2 separate regions of the Mus musculus genome follow, and region 1 is linked to region 2. Evidence: chromatin contacts called from public Hi-C data. All regions are on one chromosome and are shown on one strand. The core of a region is the stretch at or near the end of the contact, and the rest is flanking DNA. Distances in the headings are between cores, read along the strand shown.

Evidence for each region. Hi-C and Micro-C count contacts between places; a contact is called where the count stands out from the background.
Region 1: a Hi-C map of germline stem cells shows a contact between it and region 2, with 1.7 times the contacts expected there. The contact joins the promoter of A930011G23Rik here to the enhancer-like site in region 2. A contact is called at or near these places in 2 of 484 Hi-C or Micro-C datasets (germline stem cells and nephron progenitors) and 2 of 9 other capture datasets (adipose tissue and pancreatic islet).

The regions. Positions count from the first base shown.
Region 1 is chr5:99,723,389-99,730,501 of GRCm38.p6, reverse strand. A930011G23Rik (RIKEN cDNA A930011G23 gene) reads left to right here and starts at 1,442. Exons shown (of 4, transcript NR_030692.1): 1 at 1,442-1,758.
Region 2 is chr5:99,628,180-99,635,326 of GRCm38.p6, reverse strand. All of the region lies in intron 1 of A930011G23Rik (RIKEN cDNA A930011G23 gene), which reads left to right. It overlaps 4930405H06Rik (a long non-coding RNA gene), which reads right to left. Exons shown (of 4, transcript XR_003955764.1): 4 at 6,844-7,147. Among named protein-coding and RNA genes, the nearest start is that of 4930405H06Rik, 18 kb to the right of the region's middle. Within about 2 kb of position 3,491, at least 9 of the 459 cell types and tissues checked have an H3K27ac peak or open chromatin away from gene starts, as enhancers often do. A contact at or near this core is called in germline stem cells, where this site is marked.

The DNA.
Region 1 (7,113 bases), core at 193-2,692, 97 kb before region 2:
AGCCAGTAAAATCATTTTCCGATTTTTCCCCATCTTGTAGAAAGCTTTGTGCACTGAATCACCTAATTCATTAAGAAAATCAAGGGCATTAGCTTCTTTAAGTTCGGAATATAGTTTCAACCATGGGTCTTCAAAATTCTCTGAGCTCCCAGGAGGGAGAGAATCTGGAGAGGTTTCAATAGTTGAAAGTGCTGGTGGATCAACAAGCCAATTCCAGTATTTTAAAAGATTCATCCTTGTACTTCTGTTATGCCAGTGAGAGTTGTGGATTGACAGAAAAGTCTAGCCTCACATATTCACCACTTTGCACCCAAATGTCCATTTTCTAGTCACCCCAGCCAGTAAGCATCTACAGTCTGGTCACTGTTGCCCCAGGGTCCCGAAAAGAGCTTGAGAACCAAAGACTTTCCTGGTCTAGTACTTTTATATAAAATCAGGGGACTTAACTTTTTTACTCAAGGGCCCCTGTTGTCCTTTCTGAACCTCTGACATTGGCACAGTTGGGCAGTGTTTTTTTTTTTTTTTTTTTTTTTTTTTTTTTTTTTTTCTTTTCCAAACCACAGCCTGACACCACGTGCAGAGGAGTCTGGGAGTAACTAATGATGGAGCAGATGCTGAAGTATCCCCGCACTTATTGCAGCTCAGGACTTCTCATTTTAAACAAGCTTCAGAGACCACCCATAGTACACTAAGTGAGAGCCACAGCTGTGAGCAGTAAAACTAGACCGAGTGCAATGCTGGCCCCGTGTCTTGAGTCAAAGAGAATTCTGCCAGGTCCAGTTCTTGGACCGCACAACAGGCCGCATCTGCGTGTGTGTCGCAGTGTTCAGGTTCCAGCCTTGCCCATCCTGGGCCGTCCTGGCTGGGAGGCAGGCCAAGGAGAGAGCGATCGCCCTCTCCTCCTCTTTAGTGTTTACTGGTGCAGATCCCACCCAGTGTCAGGGGCTCACGTGTGGCAGGAGCAGGGTTCTTAATCCTGGGTTTGGAACCACCTCCTTTCCTACTGGAAGGGTGGGGCTGGCACGTGCCATTGGGGAGCCCTTGCGGGTAGCTCGAGTTCTGTCGTGGTAACTCGCCAAATGTCTGTGGACCTGGGCTCCCTCCTCTCCCACCTGCATTGTCGCAAATCGGGCAGAAACTAGGGAAGTGGGTCACCTGGGTGAACAGCCCCTCCCGCCTTGGCCGCTAGCTCTCAGCGTGCCCCCCCCGCCTCCCCCCCACCCCCCCCCACCCCCCCCCCCGGTCGCCGGCTTAGGCTCTCACTTGAGGCGTCGCCTGCACTCTACCCTTGGGCGGGCTGGGCTGTCGCTGCTCTGAGCTCCCCGCCGCCCTTGCCCCAGCGCCGCCGCAGGTCGTGCGCCGTTGGCCCTCCCGACACCCCCTCGGCGGGGCCCTTCCCTTTACTACGGCGCTAGTGACATTCAGCTGGTGAGGCTAACGCAGCCCGGGCTCCCGCAGCGCGGAGGCAGGGGCGCCCGCGGCTGTCTGCTCCTCTCACCCGGGCACCTCCCGAGTGGCAGCGACGAGCTCCCTGCAGGCCCAGAGACCCCCGACGGGACGACCTTGGCGGGCGGATCCCCGCCCCCACCCGGGTCCACGAGCTTGGGTCCGCCCTGCCCACCCCAGCTCTGGCACGGGTCGAGGACAGAGGCGGCGAGCGCGAGGGGGACCCTGCCTCCCTGCTCGTATATGGCAAAGTTTCTCGCGGCGCTCCTGGGCTGCACGCTGCCGAGCAAGGGCGCCTCTCCCGTGCTGGAGGTAGGTAGAGGGTGTGTCCTGCAGAGGTGGCTGTGGGCGACAGCTAACAGTCCTGACCCGCCCCTAGGGTCCCCACCACTTGGCAAGTGCGCCTCACCTGGAGGACTTCTGGGGCGGGGCCGGGGAAGGGGAGATGGAAGCCGCCGGGCTTGAATTCTGGTCTCCCCAGACCGCGTTGCGTGTTTTGTTTTTTTTTTTTCTCTTTCCTAGTTGATAGGTGAACATGTTTGTGAATCGCGAGTTTTGCGAGTTATCCCTTGCCTAACAAGCCAGGCACATTTGAAGATGAGCTGTTGCCTGCTCATCCTTCCGCTGTCTACCATGGCTAGCCTAAATGATTAGCAGAAACAATCTGTCAGTCAACAAGGTTCCCACTGTCGTGCTTGCTCTAACCACTCCCTTCCCCCAACCTCCAGCGAGGCGATAAACTCCGTATAAGTTAACTCGTTTCTTCTGGTGGGAGGTACGCCGGGGAAGGGGAGGGGTGTGAGGTGAGACTAACCACATCGCGCCTTCTGAAGGCAGGCACACCTAATTGCTCACACCTCCCCGAGGTAGCAGCGACCCTGCTGCAAGCGGCTTTGCTAGCAGCTGGCTGACTGGCTGGCTGATCCTCTGGGGAAATGGCAGCATCAGCGTTTAATATGAGACCCATATGGGCCACTCAGTACGGACAGTTCTGGGTTGTATGACCCTTCACACTCTACAGTCAGAACAGAGTACCCACTGTCTCTTACCTCGCCCCCCTCAATCCCCCGCCCTCTCCTACAGACTACCTGACAAGCAGGTCAGGACCAGAGGGCTGACTCTGGCCATGTCAACTAGCCTTGCCACCACCACTGTCTCATAACCATCCTGGCAGTCTGAGGTTTCCCTGAGCTGCCTTGGCCTTCAGTCGGCAGTTTCCAGGCTGGCAGAGATATAGACATGGGTTTCTTCTCTCAGTCATGCAGTGGGTTCCTTCAGCAAGGAATTGTTTAGGACCTAAACTCTTAGAGCCTTCCTCAGCTGCCTCTTGGACGCCCTTCACCATTGCTATCCTAGGTTTTTTTTTGTTTTTGTTTTTTTGTTTTTGTTTTATCCGAAGTCACGTGGAACTATTTCCTGTGATTTTACAGCTCAAGTGGTCCAGGCCATAATCTGCTATGGGACAGCAAGTATTTACTTATTTGTAAGCAGGGAGATTCCAGTGGTGAGTGGTAAGCAGGAGTTTGGGGATAGGAGTGTAGAGCGGGCAAAGACAGATGGAAATGCCTGCTCTGGTGAAAGCTGAGACCTAAAGGCTGAAGAGCCCAGACAGGCAAGGTTTTCCAGGTTTGCAGCCACGGCCTTAGCCATCTCCCTCCCTCGCAGTCTTTTAGAGGGCACGTTAGGCAGCCACATGGTAGGAGGCTGAGCTGGAGACAAGTGGTGCCCCTTATCAACTGTGCTCGCTCACTTTTCCTCTTCCTCGGGGCTGGGGATTTTGTTATAAGATTCCCAAAGCCTCCATCAAGAGATGCTGGTGTATGCATTGCCCTTTGGGTACACCTCCTGCCTATGAAGTCCTCTGGTCAACAGGTGCCCCGCTTTGATGTTTCAGGTCGATGGCTTCCCACTTATTCTAGAGAGGAGCTGACCCCCCCCCCCAAAAAAAAAAAAACAAAAAAAAAACCAACTAGTCACACACATTTAGATGGTTGTTATTTTAAAACAAGGGTGGTTCCCTTGGCTTTGAGAAATTCCAGGGGAAGTCCCTTAGACCTTGGTAACTCTTTATATCTTGCTATGTGCTACTTCCTACCTATCTAGAGGTAGAGCTAAGGTTAGCATCTCCTCTCACTGTCTCTCTATAGATGGTTGAGTTATAGTTGTTGGCCGATTCAACCTAAAATGTGTATCAGGCATTACATTTCATCAGCACCACTGAAGAGGTGCCCAAGGAGATGAAATGATGCAGAAATATACTTAGTGGATACCTTTTAGCTATTTACTATTGCTCCTAAATGGAAGGGAGTGGCTCAGCTTACTGCATCTGGGATGGAGAGAGATATGGAAGAGAAATAACCCCCTCTGAATATTAATTTCTAGAAAATTATGAATGGCCATTTTTGGTACCTTTTGTGGTCCTGGTAAAATTGAGAAATTTGTAAAACCAAAAACCAAACAAACAAACCTAAGTCTTTAGGACAATTAAAAAAAAATCTAGGAAAACTAGTGAAGGACATTAAGTTTACGTCAGGATCACGCAGTAACCTGAGCACCAGGCTGGCTGTTTTGGAATGTTAGTGCACACTCGGCAGACATACAGAAACAGCCTTTTCTGTATACTGTTATCTAGAAAAGTAGCCTAGAAGCATACATGAAGCTGTTTCCTGACCTAGATATCTGTGTATGTATGTATGTGTGTATGTATGTATGTTTATATATGTGTGTGTGTGTTTGTCTGTATGTATGTGTGTGTATGTATATATGTATGTATATGTATGTGGTTTATGTGTGTGTGTATGTATGTATGTGTATGTATGTATGTTTGTGTATGTATGTGTGTGTGGTCTATGTGTGTGTCCCTGGTATTCTATTCCCTTTGAGTTATGGCACATTGTGAACATGCTCCCTATGTGTAGCCTAGTCTTGCTCTCATTATGTGATTTCACCCACTAGCAATGGAGCCCATGTTCTAAGACTTGGCAGAGAAGAATGCATTCAGAGGCCATTGCTCTTCCATCTTCTATGTTGCTCTCTGCCCACTACACAGGGTCTCTGCATTCTTAGTGCCTGTCATCCTTGACTGACCCAATGGAGGATCTTTAAGGAGTCACCTATGTTGGGTGAACGCATCTGGCTCTAGAAAAAAGGAATGGTCAATTCCTTCATGGGTGTGGTCTCTAGAATTGCCACATATCAGAGAGCATCTCCATGTTCTGATCTCTGTCTCTAGCAGGATTGCTAATTGCCAGTACAGCTTGCTTTTCTGCTATTTAAAATGCATAGTAGCTCTCCGTTATCATCACATTATTCTAAGGACACAGTTTACATGATCTCAGCTGTAGTCTTGTGACATAGATATAATCAATCATAGTTTGCAGATGAGAAAATTGAGATCTTCAGAGAGTATAAATAATCTGCTTAAGGTCATTGTCATAATGGGTGCTAAAGTGGGGGTACTAATCAAGTTTTCATTGTCTTAAAGGTCACTTCATCTCATCCAGCTATGGCTGCTTGGTCATTGGAACTGGTTTGTGATGGTTCATATTAACCATCAACTTGACAGGCTATAGAACCACCTATGGCAGCTCTGGGCACAGCCGTGAGGGATTTTCTAGACTGGCTTAATGGATGTCAGAAGATGCATCTTAAATGGAGACAGAAGGCGTCCGTGGACTGGGCGTCCGTGGGCTGGGCGTCCGTGGACTGGGGCCCCAAACTAAGTCAGAAGAGGTGTAAGCTGAACAACAGCATTACTTCTTGACGGGGGCAGTGTGACCAGCTGCCTCACACTCCGGCTGATGGAATTGTCCCCGAATGTTGGGCTGTACCCTCAAACAAGCCCTCCTAAAGTTGCTTTTACTGAGTGTTTAGTGACAGTAATGAGAAGAATAACTGACGTTTGTTTTGGCTTTTGCTGTCTCCCTTCATTCCCAGATACTGTTTTCAAAAGAGGAATAGATTCTCTCAGTGCCCTTCCCATGTCCCCGTCGGCCTGACAGGGACTGTGCCCACTCTCAGAGATGTTCAAAGGCCGAGTGAACTTTGAGAAGTCACTTTGGGGGAAGATCCAAGTTCAATTGGGGTAGACCTTTATGAAATGCTAAATTGTTAAATCTGATCTATTCTCCCAGGCAGGGATGGGAGGGACTCCTCGCCACCTGCCCTTATGTTCTCGACCCCAGATGGAAAGACCCCCCACCTCCACCTTTATATTTTAATATACCTTAACTTGCTCAATGGCTGGGCTACTCCTAACCTCCATGTGGCTAACACACTCCGCTCGGATATTCCTGAGCTAATACTTATTAAATCCATATTGTATCTTTGCTGCCCTGGACCCTCCCGGGGTCACTCTCTCCTCACACTTACGTCTCTCCCTCCTGCACCTTCCTGGTGTGGTCTGTCTCCTGTGTCCTTCTGGTGGAATCCTCTTTCCTCTCTCTTACGTTTCTTGCGTAGGAATCCTAACGGTCTACCTCTGACTCCCTGCCCAGCCTCTGGCCTCTGGCAACTTTATTTTCCAATCAGAGCCAACTGGGGGCAGGGACGCTCAGCGCAGACATGCAGGTTCCCTTGTGATTTCTGGAGCCGAAATAACACAAATAGCATTGGAACCAATCCATGACACCTTTAGAGTCTACGTTGTAGGGTATTTTCCTGTGTGCTGTCCTTTCCATTTGGGTAAATTTTTCACTAGCTTGTATTCACTGTACAAAACAGTGAGCTCCTTTATCCCCCCAATAACCTTTCCCCTCCCCAATAATGGTATAAAATAAGTGGTTTGTTTTATGACCAAGAAAGCCAGGACTCAGAGTAAGCCTGTGAATTGTCCAATGTCACCCACTTTAGATCTAGTCTAGGAGATACATCCTGGGCTTTTTGCCACAGTGCTTGACAGACACATGCATTGACTTACACAGTGTCTTGGCCTCTGGTGTTTCTCTCAGCCATTCTGTCTTTTGTATTATATTCTAAATTAGTTTCTAATAGCCCGACTCCATATGGTGATCATCTAATTATCACAAATTCCTTTGTGGTTCACAACTCTCCGCAGATGCAGTGAGGCACGTGGGCCTTCTCCGTAGGATGACCCAATCTGCTGTTCGCGATGACTACTCTCCCCTTCACGTTGTTATGCTCTTGGGGTTCTAGAAGTTTTAGTGTGCTTCCATTCCCGTCCCTGTCCCGACACCTGTATGCTGCTTCAATGTCTGAGATTTTCTTCCATTAAAATTCACTGTTGAGGTTTCATCTGTCTCCAACATTCCATTCCAATATCATCTCCAGATATTGTCCCTGGACAATATCCAGCCTGTCAGTACAGGTCTATTGAACAGTGTGTGTGTGTGTGTGTGTGTGTAACTTTGAACTGCTTCAGTTATGCCTTCGATGGGAATTACAGTGATGAATGCTGAGAACTGAGGGTTAAACGAATTAATTTCCATAAAGAACTTAAAATAGCACTCAATACATGCTAATTTATTGATATTGTGATGTGTCTCTTTACTACAGGAATGATACACCTTTCATTCTGTTGCACTTAGCGTAATGTTTTCCATATATTTTTGCATCAAATAAATGTCTGTTAGAACAAATTGATCTTTGAACCCTGTTGAGTGATATATATATATATATATAGCCAGTGTAGTAGTTGTTCAAGTTCAC
Region 2 (7,147 bases), core at 2,242-4,741:
GGGGAAGGAGGGGAAGAAGGGGAAGAAGAGGAAGAAGAAGAGGAGGAAGGGGAAGGGGAAGAAGAGGAAGAGGAAGAGGAAGAAGGAGGAGGAGGAGGGGAGGGGGAGGGGAAAAAGGAGGAGAAGGCAAAAGGAGGAAGGAAGGAACGAAGAAAAAAATAGAAACCTAAAATTCTATAATTCAATCTTCAAACACAGTGTGTTAGTTCCTTGTGGATACTTAGGGGAATGGTATACATGTGTTTCTTGAAGTTTGAACTTTGTGTTCAATTTTGGAGGAGTCAGTGTTAAAATGTTATTTTTCCAGTGTTAAAATTGCCTCTGGTAGGAGTCCCTGCCATACCTTTCAGGCAGATGTCAGTGTCAGAGAAACTTGGCAAGAATGGAGAGATCTAGATGTGCTTGGGAAGATTGGAGAGGGAGGATTGTGAAAGCAGGAAGCCCAAGGGCTGAAGGTAGTTCTTTTTTGATGGAGAATCAAATAGTAGATATCGTTAGAGCTAGCCCTGTAGTGTTGGTACTGTAGAAGCACTTTGCAGTGATTGAATCGTCTGATACTCTCCACCTTCTGAGGTAGGTGTTCTTGCCTTTCTCGGGGTCTGTCAGGAGGACGTCACCACACCAACCATCTGAACAGAGAATGGGGAAAGAGCTGTTGGCCCTATGTAATGTCCTTAACTAGTTAATGGCGGCTGGGGGTGGGGGAGGGGGAGGGCGAGGAGGACAACTGTAAAGTATCCGACATAGTCAAGCAAACCTCCTTAGGTACATGGAGAACCAGCTGCTCCACAACAGAAATTCCAGTCATGGAGGCCAGTGTCCCAGCTTGTGGGTACTGTTGTCTGTGAAGGGCACACAATGAAGCTACTGAGTCTGTAACAGGAAAACTGCAAGCTGCACTCAGGGGCTCTGTGGAAAGAAAAGAATGTTGTCGGGGCTAAGATGGTCTTCAAGGAGTTGGCCAGTCTCCACTAGCGCCCCCTACTGGGGGGGTCTGATTTAAGACGCTTTGCAGTCTCTACTCCAGCATCTTAAGGCTGGTGGTAGGAAGGCTATCTTAGAGAAGAATAGCAGACAGTAATCTCCATTTTACAGCGCAGGAAACCAGTGAGCTGATGTGTTAAGCTGTGCTGGCCCAGAGCCATACAGCTAGAGCGGGGTCGGGATTTAGTCTGTGTGATTCCATGTTCACGGACAAAGATGCTTTTCTGAGTGCTGTTTCCAAAATCCGTAGCATGAAAATGATAGTTATTAGCCTGCAGAGTTTTCAGGTGTCCTGGATGGCTTCATGCCAACAAGACACAGGCTAAAGTCATCTGATAGGAGGAAACCTTGGTTGAGGCAATTCGTCCATGAGATCAGGCTGTAGGCAAACCTTCAGGCAAAACATTCTTAATTAGTGACTGGTACCAGGGGCCCAGCCCATAGTGGGTGGTCCTATCCTTGGGTTGGGGTCCCTGGGTTCTATAAGAAAGCAAGCTAAACAAGCCATGGGGAGCAAGCCAGTAAGAGACACTCATCCATGGCCTCTGTATCAGCTCCTGCCTCCAGGGTCCTGCCCTGCTTGAGTTCCTGTCCTGATAGCTTCTGATAGTGAGCTGTTATATATGGGACCATGTGTGAAATTAACCCTTTCCTCCCTGAGTTCCTTTGGTCATGACTTTTGATCACAGTTGATAGCAATCCTAAGACATAAGGACTGGCTGAAATGTATGCACAGGTGTCTATCATACCTCCAGGAACATCGCTGGTGTTTAGTAAACACAGGATCATGGTTGATAATAGCACTTTATTTTATTTGGAGTATGGAAACCCTTTTGGGTCTCAGTGATGACACAGGTAGCTTTGAAAGCATTGCATTTGCCTTGAAACAGAGTCCTGGGCACTGGGTTGTTCGTGTGGGTGCTTATTAGCTAACTTAGCATATTTTAAGGTTTTCTGTGTTGGAATGTGTCTAGAGGAGAGAAGTTAAGCCAAGGTTTGGTGAATGCTGTCCTGAAACCGGGATTTATCGGGGGCGTGTCCTTTACCTTCAGCTCTCATGCAGCAGGGGATCTCAGAGAGTTAGTCTATTTACTCTTTAAAAAGATAAGATAAGGCATATATTAGCCAGTGTGTTGGTTGTCATAGGTGACATCACCGTCGGTACGTGGACCCTGCCCTCCTGGCTGTTCATTAGAATTTAGTGGAGGAACACGATGTAACTGAGTACCTTATCTTCTCTGTTCACTGCTCTGGGCCCGAGAGAGTGGAGCTGATAAAAGAGTTAAAGTCTCCCGCCAGCTTTACTCAGAGCACCAGCCAACTTATACTGAGGAAGTAAGAATTAAGAAGTCACCAAAGTGAAAAGTCACAAGGACAAGCCACGCAGGGCAAAAATACCCTTTTCCAAAGAGGCATGTAAACACATGAAAGGCAGCTGAATAATAATATGAACGATCTGAGGTAAACTCACTCCTATCTGCTACCCTGGGGTGGGGGTGGGGGAAGCATGAAACCACATTCCAAGAACAGTTCCATGTTTTTTAAGAAACCGAGGTTGTGAGACTTCTGTTTTCTCACGAGAACTCATAATTCTCCTCACAAATCCAGTCTTAGACCATTTTCCTACACTCTTCTCTTGTTTTTGAGAGGTGGTGTGTGTGTGTGTGTGTGTTGGTTTATAAGCTCAGGGCTATTATGTAGGTAAAGTGTAAATTGAACCTCCTATAGAGTTCACCTATGTCCATGGGAAGCAGATTCCAGTGCAGCTGCTGCACCTGAATGACAGTCTTGTCAGGACCTTCAAGGCCCATAGTAGCTCACTGTGGCAGAGCCAGGGTGTGTAAGCCAGGACAGTTTCTATGTCCCCCCGCCCTTCTGTTGGTTTGAGACAGCTGCAGTAATCCTAAGGGAAGTAAGAGAAGGGATTTCTGTATCTTGGCCAGAGCTTTTCGAGGAGGCCACCTTGGAGGCTAGTGTGAAGTGACATGTTCAGCAGCCACAACCAGGAGGTCACGCAGGTGGTATTGAGGAGTCTCCTGAGGTCCCTTCAAGGCCTTGTGGATACATTGTCAGTGTCATTCCAGATCTTGTTGACTTCACTGGTAATTTTAGTGAATCTTAAGAGACTGGTGTAGATTGGGATATAGTCTCTGAAACAAAAGAATATCACACATTTGTCCTTGGTCCCATGACACAAGGGAATCTGCAAAGAAATGAATGGGAGATAGATACTGGGAAATTCTGATGTAGCAGTGAAGGTCAGCGGGAGAGGCTGAGCTAAAGCTAAGGACCTTTGGTCTCCCTGTAAAACACACTTGCTATTCCCTAGGTATCTAATGTTTAATAATAATATTAAGAGAAAACATACAGGGTCAGAGGCAGTGGCACAGGTCTGGGATCTCAGCACCTGCAAAATGGAAAGCAGGTGGCCCAGGAGTTTAAGGACACTCTTGGCTTACATAGCAAGTTCAAGGCCAGCCTGAGAGATCCTGTTGCAAGAAACCAAAACCCAAAGGAAAACAAGCCAAGAAGTAGACAGGTGGTCATTGTTTTCCTTGCTTTGTAAACACTAAGTAGTTACAGTGTTCACTGTTTTTTTTTTTATTTATTTATTTAAAGATCAGCTTTCTCTTTTAAAGTAGTTTTAAACTCACATAAGCTGAACAGATACAGAGATTTCCCATAATACCTTCTGCCCCCACACATGCTTAGCCTTCTCCACTATAAGAATCTCACTGAAGGTACACCTGCTGCTGTTGGCCAACTATGTTGGAAGACCATGATCACACAAAAATGCAGACCTTGAGTCAGGGCTCCCCGGCGTGTTGGAGATCCTGCAGGTATGGGTTTATGTGTAGTGAGGTGTGTCTACCATGATGGAATCTAACTGGTTGCTGTCACCGTCTTTTGTTTTTATTTTTGTTTTCTTTTTTGATGATGGATTGAGTTTATTGGCAGAGGTAGGTAACTACTCTGCAGTCCAAAACAAAACAAAACGACAACAACAGCAAAGAAATGAAACAAGAATCAAGCACATAAATAAATAATCCATAAGATCCTTTGGCTCCAGGGTCTCCTCCCAACAGCAACTTATGCCTCCCAGCTGTGATCAGAGAATCATCTGCATACTGTCTGCAGCTAGTCCTTCCAAGAGAGGGACACATGAGTCCCTCCCACTCACCTTGCAACCCATGTGGCCATTGTTTTAAAGTCCCCTGTGCTTTGCCCTGATCTCTTCTCTCCTCTCCCCTCCCCTCCCCTCCTCTCCCCTCCCCTCCTCTCTCCTCTCCCCTCCCCTCCCCTCCCCCCCCCCCTCTGCCCTAGGCAGCCTTTAGTGCCTTCAGGATATTCTCCTTTATATAACGTCACATAGTTTAAATCACACACTATGTGGCCTTTCCAGACTGGACTCTTTCACTTAAAAATATGTATTTAAGTTTTCTTCATGGCTTGATAGACTGTTTCTTTTTTAGTACTGAATAATATTCCACAGTTTGAAGGCATTTCGGTTTATTTATTCATATACTATGGAATAACACACTTAATTACATCTAGATTTTGACATTAGGAATAAAACTACTATAAATTTCCATGTACATATATGATTTTTTTTTTTGGACATAAAATCTTTCTTTCTTTTTTCTTTCTTTCTTTCTTTCTTCCTTTCTTTCTTTCTTTCTTTCTTTCTTTTTTGTCACTTACCAAGGGATATGATTCTTTGATCATATAGTTAAATTTTATTTATTGGGTCTTGTGTGTGTAGTGTGGTATCTGTGTGTGTGTGTGTGTGTGCATACACGAGTGAATGTGCATGTGTGTGTTCGTGCCCTGTGTATATGTGCAGGCACACAGGTCACAGGTCAACACTGGATGTCTTGTGCTTTGCACTTTTCGTTGTTGTTGAACTGGTGTCTCTCTCTTCCCCAGAGCCTGGAGCTCATCGGCGATTAAAGTGGCTGACTAGCAAGCTCAGGGAATCTGCCTATCTCTCCACCACCAAAATTAGGGTTGTACACAGGCATGCCACCATGCCCAGCACATTCTGCATTCCCAACAGCAGGGGGCGCACCCACTCTTCTTTGTCTCACCGCTAGATTTTGGCCATGTGTGTGGGCGGGGCATCTCATTGTTTTAATTTTTGTTTCCCTGATGAGATGGGATGTGGAACAATCTATGTAGAACAACCATTTCCCGTGCTCCTTTGTCATCTTTGTGTCTTATTTTTGTGATGTGTCTGTTAAAGACTTTGGGCAGGTTTAGTTTGGTTGTTGGATGTCTTGTTTGGTCTTTTAAGTTTCTCATCCGATGCACAAGCTTGCAAATGTTTCCCCCTCTGTGTCTTGTCATTATCGTTTCTTGACGCGGTCCTTTGCATAGCCGGAAAAAATTAGTTAAGTCCGACTTATCAATTCTTTCTTTCATGGATTAAAGCCTTCGGCAGTTTCATTCAGTTTTATCAGGAAGCGAAATTACTTTGCTGAAGTTAATAGAATGTTTTAAATATCCCCAGTTTTCCATTCACAAATCATTTCTGTCTTCCAGTGTTCTTGAGTTTACTTCAGAATCATCTTTCCGAATCAAGTAAATTCAAGCAACACTTGAGTTATGTGGTGTCTGCTCTAATCTCTCCTGGGGGTATTTGCATTTTAACAAAGCTACAGAAATAAAATTCAACCACAGAGGTAGAATTTCTAGCATTAGAAAACAGGGCACAGTTTTTTGTTTTTTGATTTTTGTTTTGTTTTTGTTTTTTTGGGTTTTTTTTTTTTTTTTTGGTAGTGGTGGTAGAAGAAGGATTTTCTTTTTTGGAAAGGTTTATTTTTTTTAATTGTTTTAAATGGGGGGGGGGGCGTGCATACGAGTGCAGATGCCCACAGATGGCAAAGGCATTGGCTCCTCTGGGCCTGCCATGACAGGGGATTGTGAGCCACCGATGGATGCTGGGAAGTAGAGTCCTCTGAAAGATCAGTACAAGAGCTCTTATTAAACTGCCTGGCCATCTCTCCAGCCCCATCACTATTCAACCTTCTGTTTCTCACATTTGCTTTCTTGGTCTTGACCATTGAGCTCCAAAATTAAGCCTCAAGAAGGGCTTATGTTCTGCTTGGAAGCATGCACAAGAAGAACAAAACACCATGTGACACTTGTTAATTGGCAATAGTTAAAATACACACACACACACAGAGTGTATATTGTGTCTTGGATGTTTAATATTTAAGAGTTTGTTAATGTAGCGGTCATATGTAGACAATCAAGAAGTGGAAGCCAGAGGAGGATTTTATGTCTGGAAGAGTTAATTCCCACCCTGTCATTCAGCACTGTGGACTTCAGAAGGAGTAGGCTGGGCTTTTTATATCATTGCAAGGGCCTGAGGATGGAATCTAGCTTAAGGGAAATTAAAAGTCACTGCTTCAGGGAGCGACAGTTCTCCTTGAAGGTTTTGACAGGAGATGGCAGGGGAATCAGACTCCCTAGACTCGTGTCTGTGGTGTTATCTTTAGTCTGTGTTATTTCCCACAGCCTGTGAAGGTTACCCAGTGGCTTTCTGGAAGATACAGCTGGAATCCACAGTGACAGAACTGTGCGATGAATTCAGAGAACAGGCTGTCATCTCTGCAGGCTCACAGCAATGGGTCTGAGGCAATGTGGCTATTTCCACTTTTATCTTTCTAGAAAAGAAAATGATTTTATATATTGATTCCTAGCATCTACCAGGTGGCTCAAAACCATCTTGTAACCCCAGTTCCTGGGGATCGCTTCTGACTTCCAGGGCACCAGGCATGCTCTGGTACACAGATGCAGGCAAAACACCCATGCAAATAAATAGATTTTAAACTTTTTAAAAAAAATTAAAAGAAAAAGTTATATTTATGGGATATAACATTGGGTCTACAAAATGGTAGCGTTTGCTGGTTGTATTGGAGTCAGCTGACCTTCCATTTTGTGATTTTCCTTTCTGCCTTGTGAGTAAACACTTCTTTTTCCTCAGTCCCTGGTAGTTCTAATCAGGGCTCCCCTCCACCATCTCCATCCCCTCCCCCTTAGTATTTAAGGACCCTAGCACCCTGACACATCCCCCCCAATAGAATGCTCAGAGTCACTCAGGTTTCAGCCTCACATTTTGGGCTCAGAAGAGCCGTCTTCAAGGCTGCCGTGGGCTGAA